Regions from separate parts of the Pan troglodytes genome. Here regions 1 and 2 are each linked to region 3. A link is a contact called in public Hi-C data. All regions are on one chromosome and are shown on one strand. Each heading gives the region's core, a stretch centred on a gene start, on an enhancer-like site or on the middle of the called end of the contact. The rest is flanking DNA. Distances are from core to core; before and after follow the strand shown.

Region 1 (3,395 bases), core at 189-2,688, 340 kb before region 3:
CACTGCACCTGGCTGCTTTTGCCCCTTTTGCTTGGCTTCTCCTTGCTGCCACCATGTGAAGGACGTGTTTGCTTCCCCTTCCACCATGACTGTAAGTTTCCTGAGGCTTCCCCAGCCATGCTGAACTGTGAGTCAATTAAATCTCTTTCCTTTGTAAATTACCCAGTCTCAGGTATGTCTTTATTAGCATCGTGAGAACTAAACATCAGGTGACTCAAATTTTTCCTTGCCTTACACGTATCCAGAAATCACTGGAAAGCGCTTCGAGTATTGATTTTGGAATTACACATAAATTTGAGCGGGTAGATGATTTTGCAAATACAGAATCCATAAATAATGAAGATGGACGGTATTTATCTCAAAGCATGTTTTCTCCTCTGAATGACAGGGGCAGGGATAGTCCTTCCTCGTAGGGCCATTGTGAGGATCAGATGAAATGATGCAGGCATGGCTCTCAGCGCCAGGCCCAGCCCAGGGCAAGCACAATGGGGAAGGTTGCTATGGTGACTGCTCTTGCCATCTCGGCTGTAGCCCTCTGGTGATGCGGAGGCATCCAGAGCTGGCCTGCAGGTATTGTGCAAACCCGAAGAGCACAGCTGCCCAGGGGCCTGGGAAGAGTTTCCAAGGCTCCTTTTTCTCAGGGGTATGAAAAGCCTGGGCCCAGCAAACACTTGAGGCCTGGAGCTCCAGTCAGGCTGCTGACATTTTGCACAGAGATGTAAATGAAGGAGCAGAGTAAATGGCAACTGGGCTGGATGCATTTCAAAATCAGTGCACTGGGCCTTTGGCAAGACCCGCAGCTTCCTCAAAGCCCAGCAACGGAGAGGGCTGCGTTGGGCGCATGCTAACTAGCCCTGTGAGTGAGCTGTAGGCCCGCGCCGGAGATCATTCTACAGCACTGGGTGGGGGAAGGGGCGGTGGGGGACGGAGTGGCTTTTTCTCCATCTCCATCTCCCTACTCCCTGCCCCCACCCTCATTTCATTTTCAGGGGGCCCTGCACTCGGATTTTTAGCTCTAGAACTTTACATAGACTCTTGGTTCAGCTCAAGTTTCAAACGTTTTGCTGAGCCAGGACTCATTTAAACTTTGGAGTCAGGGCCTCATTCACGGGCTAAAGTCTGGGCTAAATCATGTCTGTTAAATAAAAAAGGCCCAGCAGCTTAAAACGGGGCCCTAATTACCAAGCCAGAATTCTGTCTAGATGGCTGAGAAATGAAACTGCTTCGAAAACGCACACACAACTAATGATTTTTTTTTTTCCTGTCACCTATTCATGCGGTGGAGCCACAAGAACCAGCTTAATCTCCTCACTGCTGCAGGGCGCTGAGCCCAAAGTAGTAGGTTCCAGCATCAGCAAGGAGCAGGTGTGAGCCTGCTATTGTTAACTAGGACTCCGCGACCGCAAACGAGGCTCCGTCTGCCTTCAGTGCCGGCTCCCTGTTTAACATGTGCAGATAAAATGCGCTCAGCCTCAGACAGGCAGCTCGCTGGCTGGGAAGGGAGACCCACTCCCCCTCCTGCGGATCCCCAGATGACTGTATTTCGTCTAGACTGGAGAGCTAATGAAGTGGAACAGCTGCCCGTGCGAAATGATGCTCCAGGGCCCCCACGGCCCGCCCCCACAATGACCAGGCCAGGCACATTTGCAAATTAATATTGTTCCTGGTAACGTTGTTCCAAGAATTACCATCCTCTGCATATTGGATGCTAGTCTCCAACTTTCCTTTTTCACGTGGCACAGAGACGGTCCTTGAGCTACCACGTCTCCGGGAAAGTCAACTAGGAAACCCCTGCGGCTCCTGTTTAGAAGCTAAGGCTTATCTTTTGGTTTCTGTGTGGCTTCTGTTTCTAATGAAATAAGGAGCAACACTTGTTTTTAACATTCTTAAGGAAAGTTAAATTTCTTTTGTGTTGTTTATTAGAGAATACGGCTAATTCTGCAGTAATATATGGGGCCCTAGAATCCAAGCTGCACAGCACAATTATTTATGTTTGTGAAAAACAAAACTGTGGCGGGGCACGGTGGCTCATGCCTGTAATCCCAGCACTTTCGGAGGCCGAGGCAGGTGGATCACAAGGTCAGGAGTTCGAGACCAGCCTGGCCAATATGGTGAAACCCCATCTCTGCTAAAAATACAAAAATTAGCCAGGCGTGGTGAGGGGGCGGCGCCTGTAGTCCCAGTTACTCAGGAGACTGAGGCAGGAGAATCGCTTGAACCCAGGAGATGGAGGTTGCAGTCAGCCGAGATCACACCACGTACTCCAGCCTGGGCAACAGAGCGAGACTCTGTCTCTAAATAAATACATTAATAATAATTAAAAAAAAAAAAAAACCGTTTGTCCCAAGGGCCCCTTACTTCTTGCAGAAGGGTCACCTCACTTTCTATACCATGGACAAGAGGAATTCAGTGTCTTCCACCAGGCTTTTTCCTCCTCAAAACAGAAAGGTCAGCTGTCTCTTGATACTGAATAATATTATTCAGTATATATTATTTATAATAATACTATTACTACTACTATTAATAATATTCAGTATATATAAATAATAAATAATTATAAATAATATATACTGAATATTAGTATTATTACTACTATTAATTATAACTACTATATATTATTTATATATACTGAATATTAATAGTAATAATAATATTACTTAAATATTATTTAATATTATTTTTTAAATGTTAGCAATATTATTTTTAAAAATTGTTGGTAAGCAAGCTACCCCACCAAGGCCATTTCAAATTAGCTTATTCTTTGCACTTTTCTAACTGGAAAAAAAAGGGATGTCTTAGGGCAGGTGATGAGAGAAGATAGCTCAGGGTCTCCCTCCTGACTCCCAATAAAAGCCCACATTTATAGAAGGGCCAGGGTCTCAATAGGTAATCAAGGAACAGCAAAAGAAGATGACAAATAGGGCCACAGGAAGGACTGGAGTTCATGGTAGAGACTCCAGTGGCCCAAATGGGTGCAGATGGCTCAACTAGCTCACACAGAGCTGCACTCTGACAGTGCAATACAGTGTGGGTAGCAAGAGGCCTGATCCAGCATCAAAGGTTAAAGAGCTGTGCTGCCTTGAGCTAGTCACTTAATGTCTCTGAACTTCATTTATCTTAAATGGTAGGGACATAACTTAGGCTTTGGAGACAGACACAGAAGAGCTCAAATCCATTCCAGCCACCAACTAGCTATGGGCAAATTAGTTAACCACTTTGAGCCTCAGATCCTCCATCTGTAAAACCTACCTAACCTGTAGGATTACTGTTAGGATTAGAGGTAAGAGTCTAGTTGTAGAGTGAATGCTCACACAAATGATATTATTACTATTATTGTTCAAGATGATTCCTAGGTCGAATGCTCCTTCTGGATCTAACATTAGAAGAATGACCTC
Region 2 (3,856 bases), core at 24-2,523, 270 kb before region 3:
CACACTCCACTGGCCAGGGTTGACCAGGCAGAAAGGAGAAAGTGACAACTTTACCACCCACTAGCCCCCTGCCTCCCTACTCACGCAGAGGGTAAATTACGATATTCACCCAACTTTTCCTTTTCTTTTTTCTTCCTCCAGTGCTGGAGGAAAGAAAGAAAATCTCAGAGGGAGGAATGTGGTTTTGCACCCACCACAGTCGAAACCAATCAGACCTCAGGAGAAAAATAACTGCGGAATTCCCTAGGGCTTTCTGTCAAATTTTCTTCTCAGAAAGGGAAGGGGAGAGGAGTTGTTAAGGATAGTTCAGGCCAGTGATCAGGAAAGCCTTCTGAACCTGACTCCGCACTGAAAGCATCGCAAAACTCCTCGCCCCTAGACCACTGGGCTTTGCTATCGGCTCTGCAAAACCATGTGCAGGGAGAGCTTACCTGAGAGAAACGCACACACCGTGAGCTGGCGCTCTCCGCTGCGAATGCCCGGCCGCCTCCATGCCCAGCAGAGGATTCTATGTTCTAAGTGTGTGTGTCCCCGGATACCAGCAAAGGTTAATAACGTGCTCACAGCATGCGTTTCAGAGGGCTCAGCCAGGGCTCGGGGAAAAGGGCATCATCTCGTTGCCTCTGGAGCCCCGCTGCTGCATACTGGGAGCTACCCTGCACCCCCAAACCATCCCCCCGGGTCCTGGTCCCAGCAGCCAGGCGGCCTTCCGTCTCTCCCCCTTGACAATACTCTAGCGGTGGAAAGCAGTCCTCAAAGCGCTTCAGCCTCCGGCCGCAGACAGAGCAGCAAGACCAGAGAAACCATCCCAACAGTCGGTCCTCCCTCCTGGAACTCGTAGGAAAGTTTCCCCGTTTTAAAGAGCGCGATTCTCGAATGAATCAAAAACACCCTCCAGCTCCTCGGTCCTCCCGGCCGGGCGCCTCCCTGCACCTCGGGCACCACCCCGGGCTCACGCGGCCCCGGCACTGCCCACTTCCCGAGCGGTCGCCTGTCACCCCGGGGGTCGCCCGCTCGGCGATCGCAGCGCCCCTCCAAAGCTCCCCTCTGCGACCACGCTCGCCAGACAAAAAGAGGCCGAATTTGGAGAGCGCGTCGCGGGCTCACCTCTGGGCTGCGCTCCCCTGGCCCCTCCGTCGGTCTCCGAGCCGCCAGCCGCCCGGCCGGAGCATTGTTCGCAGAAGGTCTGCGCGCGGTGCGTGCCCGGCCGCGGGCGGGTGGCGTCTGCCTGGGCCCGGCGGCCGGGTGGCAGCTGCGAGCGCGGCTCCGCCCCCTCCGCCTCCGGTGACGCCGCCCGCCCCAGCTCACGCCGCACCTCCGCAGTCCCTGCCGCCGCCCCGCCCCGCCTGGCCCGCGCGCCCCGCCGCCCGGCTTGCGCCTGCCGCTCCCACCCGGCGGTCTCCTACCCCCAGGGCCCCGACTCCTCCAAAGTCTCCAGGCCCCGGGACTCCCTCTCTTGCCCACCCTCCCGCCCCGGACCGGCAGGCTCCGCCCCCAGCCCCAGACTTGGCGCGGGCTGACCCCCGAGCCCAGCACCCGTTTGCACCCCCTCCTCGGTGGGGACCCTGCACAGCTCTGCAGGGGCGAGCTCTGGCGTTGCAGTCCTCCTTTTGCCATCATGCGTGTATAGGTGCCCGGCATCACTTCATCCAGCCGGCCCTGCGGGACCCTGGGAAGAGAGGGAGAAGGAAGGGGAAACGAGGAAGTGTGGGGTCGGGAGTGGAATACAGGTCAGGGTCCGAGGCGGGCTCTGAAAGCCACGTGAGCACAGCGAGCCTGAGCTCTCCCTACCTCTGGGAAGAGGGTGGCGCCAGAGGGAGCAGGGCTGGAAGTCCCGGTGGCGGATTCCAGGTTCCGCTCAGTCCCTGGACTGCAGGATTCTGGCAAATTGCTTAACCTCTTTGAACTTTAGTTTTCTGGATGTAGAATGCAAGCGTTGCACTGCAGGGACCTGGCCTTCTACCGTGCTGGGACATCCAAGTCTTCCGCAGGCCAGTAATACACCTGTGTTTACACCGATTCCAGTGAGTCATTCACTGAGATAGAAGGAGTTCGAGATAGTCCTCGGGCTAAAAAAATCTTTTAACTGGGAGTATAATAGCTTAGGACCCAGTCAGTCCTGTAGCTTGACCTGGGTATTTTCTCGGGGAGCCAGGGCTATGGTCACCTCCCAGGGCCATGCCGGGTGGGGAGAATTCAGTGAAATGGAACAGGAAGAGGACCCCCCTCCCCCAAAAAACACAATACCTGCGGCTTCTCTCGCCCTCTATCCCCTCCCCAGGAAGGCAGTTTATTTTGACTCCAGTGAAGGTCGTCTGCCAATCAGCCTGCGAGCCCCCACCCACCGAGAGGAGGAAGATGGGCCCCCACCCCCACCCCCAGATCCCTGGCTCTCCTCTTTGCTGCTGTGGGTGTGGACAGAGAGGGAAGATGTGTATTTGAGGTTTGGCTTCTGTGTGAGGAAAGGGAAAAAAGGATCCAGGGAATTCTTCCTCATGTTCCAGTGACACCCATGCCTCCTAAGAGGATAGAATCTGGGGGAAGCTGTAGAGGGATGGGAGTGCAATGGACATTCCTTAAGGACCTACCCAGCGCTAAGCAATCCTATGAGGAGAGCATCATTATCCCCATTCTACAGATAAGAAAACTGAGGCTCGGGGGCCTCACAATTTGCTGGGGTTCCTCAGCTGAAAAGTGGTAGTACTAAGATTGGAACCAAAGGCTGTCTGGCTTCGCTGGTAGGCAAGTCTACTCTGCCACTCCGCCCTTGCCAAGTGCAGGTAGTCCAGCCCTATTTTTCTCTCTTCCCTAAGTGGAGAGAAATCATTTGAACAAATACTGGCCGTGCGCGGTGGCTCACACCTGTAATCCCAGCATTTTGGGAGGCCGAGGCTGGCAGATCACCTGAGGTCAGGAGTTCAAGAACAGCCTGGGCAATGTGGTATAACCTCATCTCTACTAAAAATACAAAAATTAGTCGAGTGTGGTGGTGGGCGCCTGTAATCCCGGCTACTCAGGAGGCTGAGGCAGGAGACTCACTTGAGCCAGGGAGGTGGAGGTTGCAGTGAGCTGAGATCGCACCACTACACTCCAGCTTGGGTATCAGAGCAAGACCCTGTCTCAAAAAAACAAAAAAAAAAAAAAAAAAAAAGGAAGGGAAACTTTGGTTACACTTCATGAGCATCCAACAGAGCTGAAAGATCCAGACCCTACCAAGACTCAAGAGGGGAAGATGTTGATTAAACAGGTAGGTACAAAGTGGTCTGCACTGGAGAAATACAGAAGTGACTTCAGAAAGTGTGCAATTCATTTACACTGGGAGAGGGCAAACTAAGATGTTTGAGAAGTTCCTGGTTCTCAGGATTCAGGCTAAATGTTTCACTTCTTTCCTCTGTAAGAGAGACACTGACCTCACAGAATAAAGGCTGTGCTGAACACATAAAAGAGGCACTTACTTTTGCACTTTATTTTCTTCTCTTTACCTAACTTATTCTTTTTTTTTTTTTCCTGGGATGGAGTTTCATCTTTCAATCAGGCTGGAGTGAAGTGGCAAGATCTTGTCTCACTGCAGCCTCCACTCCCCGGGTTCAAGCCATTCTCCTGCCTCAGCCTCCTGAGTAGCTGGGATTGCAGGCGGCCACCACCATGCCCTGCTAATTTTTCTATTTTTAGTAGAGACAGCATTTCACCATGTTGGGCCAGGCTGGTCTTGAACTCCTGACCTCAAGTGATCTGCCTGCCTCGGCCTCCCAAAGTGCTAGGATTACAGGTGTGAGCCACCGCACCCGGCCCCTAATTTATTCTTAATACATGAACAGGCTAAAGAGCATAATTATAAGAGAAAGCCATAATGTGG
Region 3 (3,885 bases), core at 765-3,264:
TCTCAGCTCACTGCAACCTCCCAAGTTCAAGCGATTCTTCCACCTGGAGTAGCTGGGACCCCACCCCAACCAGCCATTTTTTGTATTTTTTGGTAGATGCAGGGTTTCACTCTTTTAGCTAGGCTGGTCTCGAACTACTGACCTCAAGTGATCCACCTGCCTTGGCCTCTCAAAGTGCTGGGATTACAGGTGTAAGACACCTTGCCTGGCCAATCTTCTATTTTTATAGCAGTTTATTACACTGCAAAATTTAATAGACTTTATCCTACGTGAAACTGTGTCTTAAAAAAGAAATTCTAGCTACTCTATGTTTGAGCAAATGTTATCCTTTAAGTATTGATTAATACTCAATAAGCTTTCTAACAAAGCTCTTTGTTGATTTTCCTTCCTCTGTATTCCCAATATAGAATTAGGGAAATAACTTAAAGATTCAGATCTCCTCAACATCAAATTTCCAGCAGTGTAGACTCTAGCAGCTCATCTTTGTGCAATTACAAGCTGCTTCATTACTTCTTTTCCTTTGCCCTCTTGGTTCATCAAGCTCACTGAGTTTTATGAAAGAAAAGCTAATCTTGCTATATAATTGCATTAATTATTGCCACATGAGCCACTCAGCAGGGGCAAATAGCAAGCCTGGTATAATGAGTAAACTAGAAGAAGTAACCATTTATAGCCACTCATAGGATAGGCCAAGTCAAAGTCACCATGAAATGATAGGTTGTTTTCTCCAAAACATGACAGCTACCAAAAGAAAGTATAACTTTCATTTAAGATATGCAAGGTGGCCAGGCTTGGTGGCTCCTGCCTATAATCCTAGCACTTCTGGAGACCAAGGCAGGAGGATCACTTGAGCCTAGCAGTTCAAGGCCAGCCTCGGCAACATAGTGCGACCCTTGTCTCTACAAAAAATACAAAAATTAGCCAGGCATGGTGGCACATGCCTGTGGTCCTAGTTACTCGGGATGCTGAGGTGGGAGAATCACCTGAGCCAGGGAAGTCGAGACTGCAGTGAGCTGTGATCACAACACTGCACTCCAGCCTGGGCAACAAAGTGAGATTTTGTATACATATATATATATATATGCAAGGTGTCATATCCATTCAATCTGCATGTGGGGACACAGACAACACTGAAACACTGTAGCTTTTTTTTTTTTTTTAGCTGGAGTCTTGCTTTGTCGCCCAGGCTGGAGTGCAGGGGCACAATCTCAGCTCGCTGCAACATCTGCCTCCGAGGTTCAAGTGATTCTTCTGCCTCAGCCTCCCAAGTAGGAGGGATTACAGGCACCTGCCATCATGCCCGGCCAAGTTTTGTATTTCTGTAGAGATGGGGTTTCACCATGTTGGCCAGGGTAGTCTTGAACTCCCGACCTCAGGTGATCTACCAGCCTCAGCCTCCCAAAGTGCTGGGATTACAGGCGTGAGCCACCGCGCCCGGCCACGAAGCAGCATATCTCTTGTGATGCTTCTTGGAGGGAAAAGCAATCTGTAATCAAATTGTTTGAGAACTGTTAATTACAAATAAACCCCTTCCTAGAGATGCACACTTAATAAAGATGACCCAGGTGTGTGCAGGAAAGAAAACTGTTTCACTTGAACTTCAATTTCATTCCAGAATTTCCCAATCTTATTTGATACATATTCTGTTCAGGTTTTAGAGTTGAGTTCAATGGAAGACAAGTGGAGATGTGTGCTTACTTCACACAGTAGGCAGAGTCATTTTGGAAGCAAACCTATCAAAATCCCTGGAAACTCAAATGTTTCTTCCTAGAAAATATTTTGGGAAATGTGGAGCTAGAGATTTAAATTCTTTCCATGTTTGTTTATCCTGTCCCCTCTTTCGGGTGATACTCCACTCTAGGTCAAGGGTTGATAATATGTCAAGTGGTGAGAAAAATTCCAAGCATAGCTAATGGAAATTGCCACCCCAACGTCACCCCCAGCTGATGTCAAGCACTCATGCAGTCCGTGGTCTCTGCAGATAAAAATGCATCCTCAGTGACTCAAGAATTCCAGGCATTCTGATCAGTTGTGTACTGTCTCCCCAAAGCATTCAACAGACATTCTCCAAGCACCTATCTTGCGCTAGGCTCAGTGCATTACCAGCAAGCATCCCAGGCAGGGCACTCATTTTGCAAGCTCGCAGAAAGTGTGGTCATGCCAAGTAAGTGTCCAGGAGGGATTATAACTCATGGGATTCTGGGGAAGAGGATGAGCAGCCAGCCTGGAAGGTGACAGACAGTCCCAGCACAAAAACCCTTCAACAAGGTCATGGGGTAAGAGCTGCCATCTCCCAGGCAGGGCTCTGGATGGGCCCGAATGGATGGGATAGCAAACTCACTCCGTAAAAGCAAAGGAAATTTGTGACAGGCATCAGCCACTGAAAAAAAATGTCTTCAAGTTGACAGCAGAGCAGGAAGTAGGAAAGGGAGAAATGGAAGAAACTGAAAGAATAAATTACTTTCCACTTTGCATTGATTCTAAGATGTAGATTTTTTTCACCTTTTAACAGCTCTGAATTCTCTGACATTGGAATAGATCGAAAGCATTCTACAATCGCCGCCCGCCAGGCGCCCACGTGACCTCGTTGTCTTTGCGGCATGTGCAAACTTGTTCACAGCTGTGGCTGTTGTCATCACTTCAGCGGGATTATGTGCACTGTTGGCACTTCATGTGCCGGGTTTAATTGCCATGTAAAATGCCTTCAGAAAGATTATACTATGATTCAGCATTGAAAGGAAAACTTAAGGTGTATTCAGAAGGTGAGGAGACAGAGCGGGTGGGGCGGGGGGGTACATACATTTGTTATTTGTGAAGTGAATATTCATGACGGGAGGAATGCTTGCAATTCCATATTCTCTTGCAGAACAAACCAAGTGCTTTACAACCTTGCTGCTCAAAGTGTGGTCCACAGACCAGCAGCATCGCCTGGGAGATGGATCGAAATTCTGAATTTCAGGCTCTGCCCCAAACCTACTGAATCAGGATCTGCATTTTAACAAAGTCCCATTGATTTGTAGACATATTAAAGTCTGAGTGCCCTGCTTTAGTGAACATAAAGTGAAGCTAATTCATACCGAATTATCGAGCTATAAAAAGGGAATGCCCAGCAGAAGCCAAGCAGTGCAGCTGAAGGCAGGGGAAATTGTCAAGCCCTTTAGAATCCATGAAAGAAATTCCAATGCAACAAAGAGGTTGGTGTGGCCAATTCACTCATCAGGCAGGCCTGTCATTAAGACACCATGTCATAGTCTCATTGACAATGATTTTTCCTCTCTTTGTGGTACATCAGCTAATGATGGAGCTTAAAATGAAGGACATTTTAGATTCAATTAAATACAGCAAGTGGTATTTCTCCAGGGCACTGTAAGAGATTAAAATAAAGGCATCTCCATCAGTGAGGCGGAGCTGGGAGGCAGCAGAAGATGGACAGTGCCACTGCAGTCCAAGCGGGAGAAGCAAGGACACTAGGAAAGTTCATGAGTCACCCAAGACCTGGCCAGGGCAAGGGAGGGACACATGGGGGCTGAGGTCCCTGTGACATTGCTGGTCGTGAACCATCCTGCCTGCATACTGCAGGTTCTAGAGCTACCTAAGACCTCCAACTAAAAATAATAATGATAATACTCAATTCCTTATTCTTTTCAAATAATTGTTAAAATTATTATTATTATTTTGAGGCACAGTCTCACTCCATCGCCCAGGCTGGAGTGCAGTGTCACTATCTCAGCTCACTGCAACCTCCACCTCCCGTTCAATAATTCTCGTGCCTCAGCCTCCCAGGGAGCTGGAAATACAGGCCTGTGCCACCACACTCAACTAATTTTTGCATTGTTAGTAGAGACGGGGTTTCACCATGCTGGACAGGCTGGTCTCAAACTCCTG

Evidence for each region. Hi-C and Micro-C count contacts between places; a contact is called where the count stands out from the background.
Region 1: a Hi-C map of stem cell-derived neural progenitor cells shows a contact between it and region 3, with 2.5 times the contacts expected there. The contact joins two enhancer-like sites. A contact is called at or near these places in 1 of 7 Hi-C or Micro-C datasets (stem cell-derived neural progenitor cells) and 1 of 1 other capture datasets (stem cell-derived neural stem cells).
Region 2: a contact with region 3 is called in a Hi-C map of stem cell-derived neural progenitor cells, with 11 times the contacts expected there. The contact joins the promoter of PRAG1 here to the enhancer-like site in region 3. A contact is called at or near these places in 2 of 7 Hi-C or Micro-C datasets (induced pluripotent stem cells and stem cell-derived neural progenitor cells) and 1 of 1 datasets of contacts at active chromatin or transcription factors (stem cell-derived excitatory neurons).

Annotation. Positions count from the first base shown.
Region 1 is chr7:14,305,728-14,309,122 of NHGRI_mPanTro3-v2.0_pri, forward strand. The region is part of intron 5 of PRAG1 (PEAK1 related, kinase-activating pseudokinase 1); the gene reads right to left. Among named protein-coding and RNA genes, the nearest start is that of PRAG1, 64 kb to the right of the region's middle. Within about 2 kb of position 1,439, at least 18 of the 24 cell types and tissues checked have an H3K27ac peak or open chromatin away from gene starts, as enhancers often do. A contact at or near this core is called in stem cell-derived neural progenitor cells and stem cell-derived neural stem cells, where this site is marked.
Region 2 is chr7:14,370,209-14,374,064 of NHGRI_mPanTro3-v2.0_pri, forward strand. PRAG1 (PEAK1 related, kinase-activating pseudokinase 1) reads right to left here and starts at 1,274. Exons shown (of 6, transcript XM_001136236.8): 1 at 1,108-1,274.
Region 3 is chr7:14,644,082-14,647,966 of NHGRI_mPanTro3-v2.0_pri, forward strand. No RefSeq gene overlaps it. Among named protein-coding and RNA genes, the nearest start is that of CLDN23, 37 kb to the right of the region's middle. Within about 2 kb of position 2,015, at least 8 of the 24 cell types and tissues checked have an H3K27ac peak or open chromatin away from gene starts, as enhancers often do. A contact at or near this core is called in induced pluripotent stem cells, stem cell-derived neural progenitor cells and stem cell-derived neural stem cells, where this site is marked.